Linked DNA regions of Mus musculus: region 2 is linked to region 1. A link is a contact called in public HiChIP or PLAC-seq data. All regions are on one chromosome and are shown on one strand. Each heading gives the region's core, a stretch centred on a gene start, on an enhancer-like site or on the middle of the called end of the contact. The rest is flanking DNA. Distances are from core to core; before and after follow the strand shown. Region 1 overlaps Gpr107 (G protein-coupled receptor 107). Region 2 overlaps Hmcn2 (hemicentin 2).

What was found. HiChIP or PLAC-seq counts read pairs in DNA pulled down with a chosen protein or histone mark.
Region 2: an H3K27ac HiChIP or PLAC-seq map of embryonic stem cells shows a contact between it and region 1, with 19 read pairs. The contact joins two enhancer-like sites. A contact is called at or near these places in 1 of 115 datasets of contacts at active chromatin or transcription factors (embryonic stem cells) and 3 of 9 other capture datasets (adipose tissue, liver and pancreatic islet).

Annotation. Positions count from the first base shown.
Region 1 is chr2:31,164,090-31,166,797 of GRCm38.p6, forward strand. The region is part of intron 1 of Gpr107 (G protein-coupled receptor 107); the gene reads left to right. Among named protein-coding and RNA genes, the nearest start is that of Gpr107, 13 kb to the left of the region's middle. Within about 2 kb of position 1,307, at least 107 of the 459 cell types and tissues checked have an H3K27ac peak or open chromatin away from gene starts, as enhancers often do. A contact at or near this core is called in embryonic stem cells, where this site is marked.
Region 2 is chr2:31,329,138-31,331,837 of GRCm38.p6, forward strand. The region is part of intron 1 of Hmcn2 (hemicentin 2); the gene reads left to right. Among named protein-coding and RNA genes, the nearest start is that of Hmcn2, 16 kb to the left of the region's middle. Within about 2 kb of position 1,319, at least 4 of the 459 cell types and tissues checked have an H3K27ac peak or open chromatin away from gene starts, as enhancers often do. A contact at or near this core is called in embryonic stem cells, where this site is marked.

The DNA.
Region 1 (2,708 bases), core at 57-2,556:
CACCCGCCTTGTAGAGTTGTAGGGAGGCAGCTCCCTGTTGCAGAGCACTCCTTAGAGCCCTGCTGGGTCCTGTGCAGGAGGTGGCCAGTGCATCCTCTCTGTTGCTGGTGTCTGGCAGGGTCAGCCTTGGGATGCTCTGGCAGACCCTCTCTGTCCCCACATGAGGATGTACTGTCCCATTGTCAGGGAGCTTGGCTGCCATTTCCAGGAGAGTAGCAGGGAGAGGGCAGGAATACTGAGCTGCCACCCAACTTCTCATCCTCTTGAGCTCCTGATCCTCCTGCCACTGTCTGCCAAGTGCTGGGGTGTGCTACAGGTGTGTACTACAGGTGTGCTACAGGTGTGCACTACAGGTGTGCGCTACAGGTGTGCTGCTGTGTCAGGTGCATGGTGCTCCTCATAGAGCCTCAGTGAGGCTTTGTTTAAAGATGAGGTCTCACTGTGTAACCCTAGCTGTTCTAGGCTTGAACTCACAAAGACCCACCTGCCTCTGCCTCTCATGTGTGTCTGCTGTAAACTTCCTACATGTTGGACAGAGTAGAAGACTTATACTCTGAAAATGGAAGTTTGGGACCAGTGAGATGGCTCAGCAGTGAAAGCCTGATGACCTGGGCCCCCCATGCTGGAAGGGGGGACTGGACTCCTACAAGTTGTCTTCTGACTTTTTCTTTGTACTGTGACATGTGCATACACACACAAGTAAATAAACAAAATACAAGAAAAAAGTAAAATCCGTATGTGCTGAACATAAATGTACAACTCAGGTTATTTCCCCAATGTAAACACACTGTAGCCAGCAGGAAACAATTATTAGTGCTTTTACAGTTTTCTCAAGCCTTGCCTTTCCCTCAAGTGACTGGAAAGTCCCTTTCTCTGAGGAGCAGTCACCGTCCCCTCCAAATCCTGTCGTGTGTGTGTGTGTGTGTGTGTGTGTGTGTGTGTGTGTGTATTGTGAGTGGGCTTGCTTTGCTCTGCAGATTGCTTCTCTGTGGGAGTGTGGGTTTGCCTCAGTCTCCTGTCACTGGGAAGTGAGAGGCAGCACACTGCTCCAAATGCCTAGCTGAACTCTGCAGTAAAGGAAATTCCCAGAGGACCAAAAAAGGGAAGAGGGAGTTGAAAACACTGGCTGGAGCGGGGAGGGGAGGAAGCGAGTGCCATTCTGAGATATTGCAGGAGTCTGGAGAGAGTTTGTATTAGACCGTTGCTGAAGGCCAGTGCTCCAACCCTCAGACCTAGCTGGGATGGGGAGCCAGAGTCAGCCAGGGAATAAGACCCTCCTGGTGGCAGCTTTCCAGGGCATTGTCTCTTGGCCTTGTGGGTGGGGCTTATCCTAGTCCCTCAGAAGGTCCCATTGACAGCCCCTGAGGCCTGGAAACTTGTAGCTATAGGCGAGGGTCCCATCAACAGCTGCTATTGTTTGGGTAGCTCCAGCATTATGAGTAAAGAGCCACCTTGTCACAGGCAGTTCATGTAGTCTCAGTAATGTCACATGTCAGGACGAAGCTGTGTTAGAAGGCTTTGCTGATATCTTGTCCTGGTCCTGAAATGTGTTGTCCTGCATCAGTTGAGACATGGAGCAGGCAGGGGTTGGGCATGTTTCTCTGTGGGCTGAGGCTTGAGCACGCCCGGGATTCCCCCTGCTCAGTTGTCTGTCTCCACTTGACTTGTTCCTGGGAGGGCCTCTGCATTAGCTTCTGCCCTAAGGCCCAGCATACTGGTTATCACTTAGGGTCAAGTGACAAAAGTCTGGGAGGAGCTGAGGGCAGCAGGGCGCTTGTACTTACTTCAACACTCCCCTCCCCTGCCAGAATTGGTTTCTTTTATACATTACAAAATTTTGGGGGTGGGGAGTATTTTTTTAAAGATTTATTTATTTTATGTATTTTATATACACTGTAGCTGTCTTCAGACATACCATAAGAAGGCATCAGATCCCATTACAGATGGTTGTGAGCCACCATGTGGTTGCGGGGAATTGAACTCAGGACCTCTGGAAGCGCAGTCAATGCTCTTAACCGCTGATCTATCTCTCCAGCCTCATAAATATTAAATTTTAAATTATTCTTAATTCTATGTAGGTGTATGTATCTGCATGTGGGTGTGTGCACATGAATGCAGGTGCTCACAGAAGCCAGAGGCAAAAGATCCCCTGGAGTTACAGATGGTTATGAGCCTCCTAATGTGGTTGATGGGAGATGGTTGACGGAAGAGCAGCAAGTGTTTTTAACTGAACTAGGTCCTAGCCTCCAGCCCCCTATGTTTTTTTGAGGGGCCGTTGTTTGTCTTTTTTTTTTTTTTTTTTTTGGTTTTTTTTTTGGTTTTTTGAGACAGGGTTTCTCTGCATAGCTCTGGCTGTCCTGGAACTCACTTTGTAGACCAGGCTGGCCTCGAACTCAGAAATCAGCCTGCCTCTGGGATTAAAGGCATGTGCCACCACTCCCGCTAGTCTTTCTTTTAAACAGGTTCTCACTATATACCCCTGGCTGGTCAGGAACTCAGTGTAAACCAGCCTGGCCTTGAACTCACCCTCCTGCCTCTGCCTCCTGGGTGGGTATTAAAGGTGTGCACCCTGTGACTTGGCCTCCTCTATAAAGTTTTGCCTACCAGAAGACAGGCACTCTTCTTTCAGGAAGAATGCAGGCTGATTAATCATGGTTCACCTTGCTGTGGGATTCACATGTCAACTTGACCCTGACCAATTTGCCCAG
Region 2 (2,700 bases), core at 69-2,568, 170 kb after region 1:
CTGAGGGCAGCATGTCAGGAGAAGCAGGAGCAGGTCTTGGGGAGCATCAAATTCCTTCAAATGACAATTACAACTGAACTGGAAAGAAAACAAAATTCTGAGCAAAATCACAGTCAATTTTGAGAAGATTTTAATTTTTATTGTGTTATTCAAGTCTTTATTATTATTTTAATTAATTAATTTTTGTGGCAGAATCTTACTATGTAGAAATGGTTGCCCTGGAATTTGCTATGTAGACCAGGTTGGCCTCGAACTCACAGAGATCTACTTGCCTCCACCTCCTAAGCTCTAGTGTGGATCACCTGGCTTTTATTTTTCTCTCTCTCCAGACAGAGAGAGAGAGAGAGGGAGGGAGGCTATGGGACTCAAGTGCTACTTGATCATGGGGAAGGAAAGATCTGGGAAGAGTCCTTACCCAGAGGATGAGAGATTGTTACAGATGAAGTCTGAGGCCCAGCTCCAGGCCTGACTATTCCCACTGGGACCAACAGGGCCAGACAAGGGGCCAGCGAAGCACCTGGACTGTTTAACACTGCATGCCCTACACATACCCCAGAGACTTCACTTCCATGCAGAGAAGATGCTCCCCCTGTAGAGGGGTGAGCCTGGGCCAGGCTTCTGGGACTCACACGCAGGAGGGTGGCTGAGGGGAGTCAAGGTCACAGGCTTAATCGTTCCCACGGCCAGCATGCCCAGCTTTTAGGGGCTGCACGCTACATCTGCCCAGCTGTTTGGCAAATGTCCTTCTTCAGTCACGAACCTCCCTCCCCTCCAGGAGCAATGAGGCCCAGGGAATGAGCACAGAGCATCTGCAGCCTCCAGCTTGGTTGACAGCTTGGAGCTGGGGTCAGAATGACCTAAATTCCAGCTCCATCTCTACTGATCCCTGCTCGTAATTCCTTGGTCAGGTCGCTTTGTCTCCCTGTCTTACACGCGTTCGCGACCGGCCAGGAAAGACGCAGCAAACCAGAATCTTCTGCGGCAAAACTTTATTGCTTACATCTTCAGGAGCAAGAGTGCAAGAGAGAGAATGGCGAAACCCCGTCCCTTTTAAAGGAGAATTATCCTCCGCCTAGGAAGTGTCACTCCCTGATTGGCTGCAGCCCGTCGGCCGAGTTGTCGTCACGGGGAAGGCAGAGCACATGGAGTGAAGAACTACCCTTGGCACATGCGCAGATTATTTGTTTACCACTTAGAACACAGGATGTCAGCGCCATCTTGCAACGGCGAATGTGAGGGCGGCTTCCCACATCCCTGGACTCCATAGTAGACTTTATTGTGCTAGGGGTGTGACTCAGTGGCTTTCCCAGCACGCACAAAGCCTGGGGTTCCACCCAGCACTGCAAAGACTGAGTGAGATGGTGCTCACCTGTATTCTAGCAACTCAGGAAGTGGAAACTGCAAGTTCAAGAGTTCAAGGTCATCCTTAGCTATATAAAGAGTTCTAGGGTGGCCTGGGCTACATGAGACTTTGTCTAAAAAAAAAAAAAATCCCACCTCTGACAACAATAGACCTATGCCTGTCAACACCATTGCTGTGGCCTGTATCCCACCCCAAAGCTAAGTTATGGAAACTTTAGATCTCCCATGTGGTAATTTGGAGCCAAGGGAAGGGGTTTAGGTCATGAGATGGCACCCTCAGGAACCAGTTGATGGTGTTCATTTGTCATCCCCCTCACCTCTGACTGAGTTAGTTCTCCTGAGATGCCCCCCAAGCCCCTTGCCCCAGAGTGCTCGATTCCCTTCTGCCCTATGATGTTCCTAGAGTCCCCAGTAGATGCTGCAGTACAGTCTTGGACCCATTAGCCTCCAGGACTGTGAGCAGAAATAAACCTTTCCTCTTGATAAATTAGCTAGTGTCGAGTATTCTATGACAGCAGCAGAAAAAAACAAACTAACACAAACCAGCACTTGCGGCCACAGCTGGAGACAGACACACTGTGTCGGGAAGGGCTCACACAGTCACACAAGCAGAGCCACTGGGATTTTTCTTGTTGTTCAGAGCCAGCCGTTCCAGACAAGAGAAACTAGGAAGAAGAAGAGAGCCAGTAATCTCTCCTATGGGTAAACTCCCACAGAGACAAGCCTGCTGTCCTGCTCTGCTGGGAGCTGGGTGTGAGAGGCGCTAGCCTACCAGTGAGGGCATGGGCAGTCATCACTGAAGACAACAAGCATCTCTGAGTCCTCAAACAGTTGATGGGTGATCCCTGAGCACTCAGACCCTTCCTAGTGTCATAGGAGCTGATATTGCTCTGGGATTGAGGACCAGGAAAGGCAGTGACCTGTCTACCAAGATGTATGCGTATGTATGGGACCAGAGGAGGTCAGACAAGAAGGTAGCTGCTTTGGGGTGACATGGTCTCCCAGAGGCACCTCCCTCTCACAGGACGGACTTTCCCAGGATCTGGGTGGTGAGAGGCTGAGCCTTAGACATTGGGTTCAGGGAGCTCACCCTCCAACCCAGGACTGCCAAGATTATCCTAACCATGTTCGAATAAACCATGGGGTGGCTCATAACTGTAATTCCAGCTTTAGGGGATCTGATGTCCTATTAGGCTTCTGCAGGCACTTAAACAGGTGGCAAACATATGTATGCACACACAGGCATACACACACACACACACACACACACACACACACACACACACACACACACACAGAGGCATACATATACATATATAAAAATAAGTCTTTAAATGA